3 separate regions of the Mus musculus genome follow, and all the other regions are linked to region 1. The links are chromatin contacts, called in public Hi-C and HiChIP or PLAC-seq maps. All regions are on one chromosome and are shown on one strand. Each heading gives the region's core, a stretch centred on a gene start, on an enhancer-like site or on the middle of the called end of the contact. The rest is flanking DNA. Distances are from core to core; before and after follow the strand shown. Region 1 overlaps Robo1 (roundabout guidance receptor 1). Region 2 overlaps 4930500H12Rik (a long non-coding RNA gene). Region 3 overlaps Robo1 (roundabout guidance receptor 1).

Region 1 (3,664 bases), core at 381-2,880:
ATTAGTTAATGACTAGAAGCCCCCTTAGCTCATGGCTCTCCAGGCTGATAAGTCCCAATGCATGGGACTGGCATCTGTTGAAATTAAAGTACGTTTAGACATATAAATCTAATAATGGCCTATATATTTACACATACAGAACCAATAAAATGAGATGCTTCCACCCCGTGGGAAGTTCAGTCAGCCAAGCTGGAGGCTGAGGAAGGAGAAGACAATGTCTACCCACAGCACTCAGTCATTTCAGCCAACTAACCCTATGCCTGGCTCTTTTGTACCAATGTTTTCAGACCAAGACCTTTCCAGCGTTTCCTTCTCCACGTTTGATGCTGACACTGCATAAAACACTGAGAAGACTAGCAGAGAAAGCAATACAATTGTGGCAGGAGGGTGGAACAGAGAGGGAGCCCTTCCGACCAGCACTCAAAGAAAGGCCGGAAGCCTCTCCCCACCCAGTCTGACCTATCATGCAAAACACCCCCTAAAGTGTGCAGCGCACAAATGCCCCAGTGTGTTCATCCACGAGCCACTGAGCCTTTGACCTCTCGCCGGCTCTCTCCACTCCACCGTCAGGTGTGCCCTTGGCTCTTATTAAACTATCTCTTCTATTACTGCAAATGTATGTCGGGCCAAATCTTTGTTCGGAAACATAAGAACTTAGCAGTCTCGCCAGGCACCCTCCCGACCCTAAGCCATGCTTAGCCTATAACTGTATCAATGTGTGAGTACAGTCATGCCAAAGTGCATATGTGGAGTCTTCGCGGTACTGTAGATGCCACCCGTAACATTGAAGGTCTTGTCGTTAGGCATCAGAACCATGGTATGTAACAGTCGTGTGTGTGTGTGTGTGTGTGTGTGTGTGTGTGACTCACTGTGAGGATACAAAATGTCTCTCGTAATGTTCCCCACAAGTCGCCAGCACCGAGATGCTCAAGAACCCCTGATCCTAATGGTTCCAGAGAGCCTGCTCCATCCGGAACCATCTGCACAATTAAAAGGAAGTGCTCAGGGACAAGGGAAAAGGCTGGACCATCCAAGGCTAGACCTCGTGCCTCTTCCGTAACTAAAATCTGGGTCCTGAGGCTGCAAGAGTTAACAAGAGAACACTGTATCCACAGTGCATTCTCAGCCCATTTACGCCCAGTCAAGGTCAAACGCTGCTCAAATCTGCACTCCCTCTGACTATTTACAAACCTCCTTATCCACACTAGTCCTCTTCAAGTTCTGCCATCGCTCTTCAGGACAGAAGTATTTATTTAATCAACAAGTACAGCTTGAGGAACATCAGGCTCTTATTCATGGCTAAGTAATTAAAAACGGAAAACACATCTCCGAATGCCTAATATATGCAGGCATTAATTGGTTCAATTGGCGAATGTTTCCCCAGACTGCATTTGTTTCTGGTGGATGGGCCCTACGTTCCCACCCATGCCTCCTGGCTTTCAGGGTTTGCTAATTAGTGCTTTCCTAATCCCATTCAGAAAACTAGAGCAAGTCTTTTGCCATTCCCCTTCCAGAAATGGGTGGTCATTGAGATTAGGTCAAGCCAGCTCAGCCTACAATGGCATCCTTAATCAGCCAACGCGAAATCAAAATGAGGCAAAAAAAAAAAAAAAAATCCTGGCTTTTATCTCACACTGTCTTTGGAGCTAATTAAAATGCAGGGGCTCTTCCTCCTGTGACAGCCCTGCTGTTCCATACACTAATAAGGCAACAAAAGGTGCTGAAAGCAACGGGCTGAATAATTGTTGAAATTTACAGTTCCTTAATGGCAACTGTTAAAAGATTTCTGCCTCTTCCATAGAGTCTATTGCCTTCTGCTAAAGCCTCACCAAAGAGTTCTGCTCCCGAATTCATAGTAAGAATCACACACATTCGTAGGGGATTGTGTTCCTCTAAAGGGATGTCCCTTTTTTTGTTTGTTTGGTTTGGTTTTCTATTCCTTAGTTGGCTTTTTACACACTCTACTAACCAAAGAGTTAAATAAATACCACCATGCTTTTTAAAATATGTCCCCAGAGTATGATGGGGGCGGGGAGGGGGGAATGGGGAGGTTGTCTGTTGCCTTAAAGGAATCTCTGAGAGTCTGTTGGTATAATACAGACAAAGGTGAGAGGAGAAATGGAAAACACAAATTACAGGCAAAAGAAGAAAGAAAGAAAGAAAGAAAGAAAGAAAGAAAGAAAGAAAGAAAGAAAGAAAGAAAGGAAGGAAGAAAGAAGGAAGGAAAGAAGGAAAGAAAGAAAATGCACACAGAGCCAGCTACATGTGCAAGTTGGGATTAGAACCTTCCTAGTCAACCAAAAGAAAATTTTAAATTAATAACCAACCTTAATAAAAAAAAAATTCCCTCCTCAGCTAGAGTAAGCTTTTGATCTGACTGCTTCCCTCCCTCCGGGTATTTCTTTATGTTTATTAAAATGCACCTCCAGCATGTTACAAGTAAAACAATAATTTCCTACACTTAAATACATGTACAAGCATATAATTTGGGGATACAGTTGCCAAGGAACACCACATGTTCCAAACGCATATACTAAATTAAATCCACATTATAATTATATTGAAAAATCAATACATTCGGAGGGGATTCAACACGTTCAAAGAGTCGCAAACTGTAATTGTGAGAAAGTGACCTACCTACCTCCCTGAGCCCTGGCAGGATGTAAGACACCTGGACAGGAGGTGGGTGCCCACCTCAAAAGCCTGAGCATAAAAACATCTTAAGAGGTTCTAATCTCTCCTGGCACCATGTCACACTGCCATGGTGATGTGTTATCACTAAGAGGTACCCAAGGCAACCTTGAAGCTGCATGTACAAGCTCCCAAATCAGATATATATGGATGATATAGAAATAAAACACTCTTTCCAAGAGAAGAATTATTCCACACTCAAAAAGTTAAATATCTGCACCACAGGCTTTTGGAAAAGCAGTCACCCTGTCACCTGATATTAAAATAAAACAGAGTGGGCAATGGTGGTACACACCTTTGATCCCAGCACTTAGGAGGCAGAGGCTGGGGGAATCTCTAAATTCTAGGCCAACCTGGTGTACAGAGTGAGTTCCAGATAGCCAAGGTTATGCATAGAAGTACTCTTGAAAAACGAAACAAACAAACAACAACAACAAAACCCAAAAACCATAGTATCAATTATTATTTACAGCATAGAAAGACAAGTAGTAAAAATATATTCTTTTTCAGATGAAAACTAGCTTCTTGGGTCTTTGCCACTTACTTGTTATGTGTGTGCAATTTTTAAAATGTCAAGACATGTCAGTCTATGAGAATGTATAACAATACACCCTTGGAAGAAGTAGCTAAAATGATCAATCAGAAGAGATGATATCAAATTGGAAGAAATAATAATTGAGAATAAGTATCAGGTTTCAAAAAACACATTAATTTAAACCAACAAACCACTACTAACACCCAAACTATCATTATCAACTAAGCTATCAAAGTAAGGTAATAATAACTCACTTACGTAAAACACGAAATATGTGTTATGTGTATTAAATCATTCTATCCTTTCTTTCAGGTATGAAGCAGGTACTGTTGTCTCAGGCAACTCGGGAGGGAGAGAACTGGGGCACAAAGTATTTTAAAAATGTCACTTTCCCAGGCTCACAAACCTTGTAATTAGAGGCTGAGCTTATGCACTTAA
Region 2 (3,664 bases), core at 540-3,039, 400 kb before region 1:
TCGAGATGAGCTTCCCTCTGCCTGGAGTGCTGGAATTAAAGGCATGGATCACCACTGTCTGGCACAATAAAATGATTTTTAAAGTTTTTACACATAATTTGAATTTGCAAGATTCTTTGCAAACAGGCCCAATAAAGACCTTTCTGCCCCTCCCCACTTTCCTGCTTTGACAGTATGGTGTCTGTGGGGATGGATTTGATTTATGAGTCTTTGGGACAATGTAAAGTCGTAGGTTCAACACAATTAAGACAACACAGTCAGCATATTCTTCAGTTGTATGCATTTTACTAATTCCCTGCAAGCGCCAGGCTTAGCACCTTCTGATGTCCTTTCATCCTTTCCCTGGCACAGGCGTGCACCCTTCAGATTGTGACATCAGTTATCTCCCTCCAAACCCTTCTGAGGTTCTTTCTCCATAATTGTGAGATTTATCATGGCAACGTTTTCTGTTTCCTTATCTTTCTTGACCACGGAGAAAAGCAAAATCTTTTAAGAGTTGACCAAGAGTTGAATGAAGCACTGTGGCATTTTAGTAAGGGACCCATCAAATACCCATGGAACGCAAAACTCCACAGAATTAGTCATCCGAAATAATAAATCGTCGTCCCCGCGCCAGCGTTTGCAGACTGCAGCCCTGACCACACACACACACACACACACACACTTCTCCTGTGGCTGCCAATCAAATACAGACATCCTTGTCCAGAACCCAGATGACTCAGCACAAAAAGAACTGCGACCTGTTACTACTGAGCATTTCATCGCAGAGAATGCCCCCCAAAAAGAGAGCTTAAAACGCAGCAAACCTTAGCCCACTGCTAACAGAAATGAGAGCCTCGGAAAGAGATGCCCAAGCGTCCTCTCACAATCTAGGAAACTGATCTACGCGCCCCCTGCTTAGACAACCAATGTTGTTTTTTTTTTCCTCCCCCTCTGTTTCCCTCAAAGTCACTTTCATCTTCCTTTATAAAACTTTCATGGAAAGCTATTGAATGACTTGAGGAACAAGTTCCCCAGCTATAAACAAATACACACAATGTGAATGCAAATCCCCTCTACTCGGTATGGGTCTTTGGGAGGCCATTGCCCCTGGGCAGTTCTGTCCTGCTGGGGTGGAGCCCGCCGTGTGGATGTTTGATTTGCTTTGAAGTCTGACAAGCCACCTTGAAAATGTTTTCCAGAGACCATTGCCCGAGTCTCCGAATTAGTCATTAATACGGTTGGGACAAACTGAAGTGCATATGAACAGCGTTAAACACACACTCCTTTGTTGTGGTTATTATGGTCATTTAAATGAAAGAATCTGAACAGCAGGGGCCTGTTGGGCTGGCTATCTTAATGATTCTTTTGAGAAACTCAGATGAGATTTAAAAGAAGCTAGATCTGAAACACAATCCTAAGGGTACCTTAAATTATGACCTTGACTGATTTTGCAACCTAAGGCTAGTGACAAAACCTCCCCTGCTCTGTAAGGGGGCTATAAAATTTTAATGAGATGCTAGCCCATGGAAAGTCTCAGAAATTAACTCTTGCCTAAATTTTGCATGTTTTCTTTCCCTTGTAGTCAGGAATTAATCTAATGTCCAGTTCTCAACTCCTCCTGCTGAGTTGAACACACACACATACCTACCTCAAAAGTCACATCCTGTTTTTCTTCATTGAAAAACTACTGCAATTATAAATGTTAGCTATGAAGCAACAGTGCACATGGAAATTAAGTGCTTCTATCTACACTGCAATTTTCCAGCCCCACTCCTCCCTCCCTCCCTCCTACCAGCCTCTTCTTCTCTCATTTGTCTTTATCTCTGTCTCTCATCGGTTCTCCCTCCTCTCCCAACCCCCTCCCATCCTTCCTCTTACTTTTCTCTTTCTCTTGTGCTCAGGCCAATGCTTACACTTGAGTCCAGGTAGGTGTGCTAGTGTGTGCATGAGCCAGTAAAAACCACAAAGTCCACCTTCTACCTTGTTTTGTTCTTTTTTGTTTTTATATTTTTGTGGGGTTTGTTGTTTTTGCTTTTGAGACAGTGTCTTATTCTGAACTAATTGTCTAGACAAGCTGGTCAGCTCCTCTGAGCATTCTCTTCCCTCTTCACCACACTTACAACCAAGAGCTGCCACGCCCAGTCCTTCCTTGGGTGATGGGTTTCTGAAATCAAGTCCATTGAGCCATCTTCCCAGCTACTTCCATGGGTCTGATGGGAACAGAGCTAACAATGCCTACAGATGCTGAACTCTGCCTGGCAAGTTCCTTTAACAAACGGATGACCCAATGACCTGCAGCATTGACATGTCCGAGCATTGTGTCTTATTGTAGATCCACTGAACCAGAATGTGCAGTTTAGGATGCACCCAGGAAATTTGGGGGGCATATCAATTCAAGAAACATCGCTTAGTTCATTTCCATCTCTGATTCTGCAGAGCACGATGGAACTGTTTATTAATCACACATATTATCAAACTTTGATAATTATCGGGGGAAAAATAGAGGTAAAAAACAAGCCATTTCGGTAGCCACTGTGCCTTTCTTGCGATCCTACACCGCTCCCCGAGTTTGCCAAAAGATGAAGTGGAGGAGCAGCCTGCATACTCCTGGAAAAAGAGTTCCAGGACATGAAGCCTGAGTTGCTAGAAGTAAATTCTGCCCACCAATGTAGGGCTGAAGGAGATTGCCCTTGGGTGTGAATTTCAGTCATTTCCAAGTCCTTTCAGAAGCAAATCATTTTACCCCTTATGCAAATCAACCTCCAGATGTTACAGGGTATTATAAATCATGCACTGCTCATTCCCAAATGGCAGTTCTCTAGGACTCCAATGGTTTCACCTTTCAAACATCACGCGGAACTTGTGTCTTCGCTTTTTTTCAATATTCTAAGAAAAAATGAAGACGCAAATAACGTGAAGTGAATCTTCAGATATAACTGATATTTCTGTGGACATGCACTTAGGTAGCATGCATAAGGGCAATAACAAAATCATACAACTTTTATGTGACCTATTACGAGTGCCTCACCATGGTATTTTCTTAATTATGAATAAAAACCAAAATGTTCATTTTATAGACCTCGTCCTCCTTCTTCAACAGTGTTCAGCTTTGTAGCCCAAACTGGCCTCCAATTCTCGATCTTCCTGCCTTGGGCTCTCTCACATGGATTCCAAGTGTTGGCAACCATGCTGGCTTATGCTGCTTTCTTTATTTTCAAAGCCTAAAATAATCACGTGGAGGGTTTGAGGGAAGAAAGAGAGAGAGAGAGAGAGAGGGAGAGAGAGAGAGAGAGAGAAGAAAGAAACTTTAGAGTGTACATTAGAGTATGCATACATTAAAGGGGAAAGTTTCAACCTATTTCATGAGTTTCAAATCCATCACCTTTAACATTACAAAGGTAATTCTGTGTACCATTCAATATCAAATTAACAGGAAGATGAGTCAGAAAAGAACAGAATTAAACCTATCATTTGGAGTGAACGGTGTTAAGTTAGGACTCGGATATCAAGATGTCAGTCACAGAGTGGATATCTGGCACAAACCTTTCTTTTTCTCTCAGTTCTCTTAGCTGGAAATCGGGAATGGAGAACCTCAGTGATTCTTGCTGGTTGCACAGGGCCACCTTCCTTTTGTCCTTAACTGGCCTTTCTCCTGCATTTGGATGTATCTTGCATCTCTTCT
Region 3 (3,664 bases), core at 303-2,802, 280 kb before region 1:
TGTGGACGCTGGGACTCAAACGTACAGCCTCATGCTTTCAGGGCGAGGGCTCTTAGCTATCTCTCCATCCATAACGGCTTAACCTTTTCATCGGGATCAGATGAAGAGAAACAGAAGGGGGGAGGGGAGAGGCAGAACACGTAGGAAGCCCATGAAAGCCGAGAAGGGCAAGAGGCAAAGATAACAGTGGCAAACAGTAATTTTTAAGAGAGCCTCATACCATGTAATGATCATTACACTGCTGAGCCTTAGGGCATGGGGCTGACTCTGAGTTTGATTCAGCCCTCTGTCCGGATCCTAACCATTCAAGGAAGAAAGGGGCAACGAATTGCAGCTGAGCCCATGGGGGAATGCAAAGCTTGCAGACAGTCAGGGGAAACTGAGCGTGGAAGGCAGCTGAGCGCACATCTCCTAGGAGAGACCTGGGTCTCTTCCCAACTATCTTCCCAGCGGATGGCACAGACACGCTGCACAGGGAAAGCCACAGAAGCTATGGTGAAGGTCTGATACCGCAAGTCTGGTTAGGTGCGAGACAAGCGCACTTACCACCATTTTCATTGACAACGGTTTAGCTTACTATATTGTATGGGAGATTTAATAATGGGTTTGCAGTCTCGTAAATACTAAAATGTTTCAGAGGAGACGAACAGCACAGTAAGAAGTGAACAGCCAATAGGGTCCAATGTTGTACTATTGGAGCGGGGGTGTCACGGAACTGTTTACTAAATTTATTTAACTCTACTCAGAAAAACTGCCTATTGCGAAAGAGGCCTTCTTATGTACAGATGTGTTTCTGTTTCAAACAGTAAAAGAAAATGCACTGTAAAGAACAATAAAATATTAAGATTTGAAAGGGACTATGGAACTAATTAATAGACTATTATATTTTGACATATGCAGTTTAGATGTTACAACCTAAAAAAAAAAAACAACAATAAAAAACCAACCAACCAACCAAACAAACAAACAGACAAAAAAACCCCAAACCAATACCAAACCAAAATGGAAAAAAAAAATCGAAAGTTTGCTAAATGATCAAATACCCCTGTCCCAGGATAGGAAAAAAGAAAAACCATGAATATTTAAAAAATAAAATTTGTGGAATTCAGAGAACCAAGATGAATGGAAGAAAGGATAGAAGGCTCAATCACTATTAAACATTTGTGCCACCTGGATGTCTGCATGCCCCACCTAAAAATTAAGTTTATAAATAAGGAAAATGGTGGGACACGATGGCACACACCTTTAATCCTAGCACTTGGAAGGCAGAGACAGGTGGATCTCTGTGAACCTGAGGCCAGTCTGGTCTTCATACTGAGTTCAGGACAGCCAAAGCTACACAGTGAGTCCCTTTCTGAGAACAAGCAAAACAAAACAGAACCAAACCAAAAATAAAGAAATGAGCAAGATCATAAAAAAATAACGACACTAGGATAACTCCTGACCCCGCCCTTTCCCCATTTCCCTATACCGTCATCCCAGTGCTGACTTATACCAAGCAGACAGTGCTAGGGAGAAAACATCCAGTCATTACAAGGCCATCTCAGGCACTTTATCTTTTCTCTCTGTTCTCTCCATGGCTGCTCTGCTAAAACACCAACTTCAAGGAGAGAGGGAAGCAGATGGAACAGGAAAAGAGAAATAAACCCTGGAGCAGTCTGAGTGCCTTCCCCTAGGGAAACCACAGCTCACATGACTTGGGGAAGACAGCACCCTCCCATCAGCCCAATCCAGGGCCTTATGCACACTAGGCAAGAACTCTATTACGTGTCTGAGTTGTCACACGGATGCCAAGGACTGGGCTCAGGCTCTCAAACTTGAGTGGCACACTCTTATATAGTGCTCTTTCTCTCCAGGCCCATACTGGTATTCCTGATGAATCCTATGTAATATTCCATATGTGTTCATTTCCATTAAAAGTTAAGGCTCAAGAATTGCTCAAGGATAGGGCCTACAGAGTCAGAATGGCATTGCGTGCCGACAAAACCCACACAACCTCTATCTGACAGCCACACAGCTGATATTCCTCGCAGAACCAAATGTTGCCAGGTTCATTGCCAGGTTTGTGCTATTGTCACGTAAGATGGTAAGAAAGGGATCTCATAGTCTTTATGTGTTTGTTTGTTTGTTTGTTTGGTTGGTTGGTTTTGGTTTTGCCTTAGGCATATCAAGATTCTTGAATTTCTTTTATTAGGATTGATTTTTCAGTCATTCATTCACCACGTGTTGTCACTGGTCTCCTCTGAGCAGACTAAGGAGTCAGGGCTGGGGTTAGAGCTCTTGGGTAAGGTATGATCTTGTGACTATGAGAGCCTGGGTTTGATTCACAGGTACAGTTCCAACCCAAATAAAACAGAATTTTAAGAGTCAACCTGCAAAGGTGGTGCTCACATCCAGGGCATTACGTAATTCATGGTCTGACCAGTTCAAAATACAGGGGGAAAGATGACTTGATTCTGACATATTGCTGAAAAATCCCAGTAAGGGTGAACTTTGTTCAATTGGCAAGCACACCATTCAATGAACACAGACAGATCTCAGAGTTGGTTTCAACTGGAGTCTGCGCACTTCACTGAACCCCAACGAACACCCCCTCCTTAAGCCAATCCACTCATCCCAGCCTTTTATAGCAATTTTTTTCAGACCATAATTCAAGTACCAGATTTTTTAATTTGCTCTATTAATTTTAATCTTGTTAGTGCTGGCTCATCATTCCGAGATGTCAGGATATATTTAATTGATCCTCTCATTTGGCTTCATTTGCTAATTTTTGTAGTGTTATGATAGCTGAATTTTCTATGAGCCTTCTTGATTCTTAGTTTAGACGCTGAAAGAAACACATGTTTGCTATGACTTAGGAAAAGTCATAATAATATTAATTGTTGTTAATAATTAGTAACAATCCTTGTCAACTCTAGGGAAGGGAGTTTAGTTAGCCCCATCTCATACTCGAGGAGATAGGATATTTAGGACTGATCAACTTGCTAAGCACCACATGGCTAGACTGAGGAGATGACAGGAAAATATCCTTTATTTCAAAATGGTATGTATATTTCTCTAGATAGTCTCCTGGTTGACATAGATTCATTTTCTTATACTGTTTTACTAACTATGCATCTGAAGGAGGCTGTTTTAGCCCAAAGAAAAGGAAAAACTATCTTCATAAAACATATGAACAACATTATCATTTGCAAATGAGACTAGCATTAAGTCGGTCAACAACACTGGCATTTAGATTCCACTGGACAGAGACAGAGGGTAGGTAGGTAGAAACTTCTACTTGGGGAGGGAAGTTTAAATTCAGTTAGAAGCTGCTGTAGTTTCTACATTCTTTACAAATGCATATCTGATATGGCAAACCTCACACTGCCTCGAGGCAGGCTCCAAGTCTATTAGAGCTCCTGAGCAGGTGACTCACACTAGCAAATACAGGCATCTGGGTGTGTTGAATTCAGTACACAAGGAACAGACATGGGTGTGTTCCGAGCCTCGGCTTTACTCTCTCCGTGATTTCAAAAGCAAAGAGTGCTCCCCAAACGACTATCTAGATGGACTCCAGGAGCTTATGAAACACTACTGTCCTCTGCTCGCCCATACAAAGAAGAAAATTGTTGAAGTCTTTCAGGCGCTCTGTGTGTAACTTGTTTCTCGCATTATAACTACT

What was found. Hi-C and Micro-C count contacts between places; a contact is called where the count stands out from the background. HiChIP or PLAC-seq counts read pairs in DNA pulled down with a chosen protein or histone mark.
Region 2: a contact with region 1 is called in an H3K27ac HiChIP or PLAC-seq map of embryonic stem cells, with 5 read pairs. The contact joins two enhancer-like sites.
Region 3: a Hi-C map of granulosa cells shows a contact between it and region 1, with 4 times the contacts expected there. The contact joins two enhancer-like sites. A contact is called at or near these places in 29 of 484 Hi-C or Micro-C datasets (the AML12 cell line, the C2C12 cell line, Sertoli cells and 17 more), 10 of 115 datasets of contacts at active chromatin or transcription factors (astrocytes, differentiating embryonic stem cells, embryonic basal ganglia and 4 more) and 4 of 9 other capture datasets (adipose tissue, embryonic stem cells, embryonic trunk and 1 more).

What each region holds. Positions count from the first base shown.
Region 1 is chr16:72,697,292-72,700,955 of GRCm38.p6, reverse strand. All of the region lies in intron 1 of Robo1 (roundabout guidance receptor 1), which reads right to left. Among named protein-coding and RNA genes, the nearest start is that of Robo1, 36 kb to the right of the region's middle. Within about 2 kb of position 1,630, at least 40 of the 459 cell types and tissues checked have an H3K27ac peak or open chromatin away from gene starts, as enhancers often do. A contact at or near this core is called in embryonic stem cells and granulosa cells, where this site is marked.
Region 2 is chr16:73,094,411-73,098,074 of GRCm38.p6, reverse strand. The region is part of intron 2 of 4930500H12Rik (a long non-coding RNA gene); the gene reads right to left. Among named protein-coding and RNA genes, the nearest start is that of 4930500H12Rik, 24 kb to the right of the region's middle. Within about 2 kb of position 1,789, at least 21 of the 459 cell types and tissues checked have an H3K27ac peak or open chromatin away from gene starts, as enhancers often do. A contact at or near this core is called in embryonic stem cells, where this site is marked.
Region 3 is chr16:72,973,634-72,977,297 of GRCm38.p6, reverse strand. All of the region lies in intron 12 of Robo1 (roundabout guidance receptor 1), which reads right to left. Among named protein-coding and RNA genes, the nearest start is that of Gm52247, 16 kb to the right of the region's middle. Within about 2 kb of position 1,552, at least 6 of the 459 cell types and tissues checked have an H3K27ac peak or open chromatin away from gene starts, as enhancers often do. A contact at or near this core is called in granulosa cells, where this site is marked.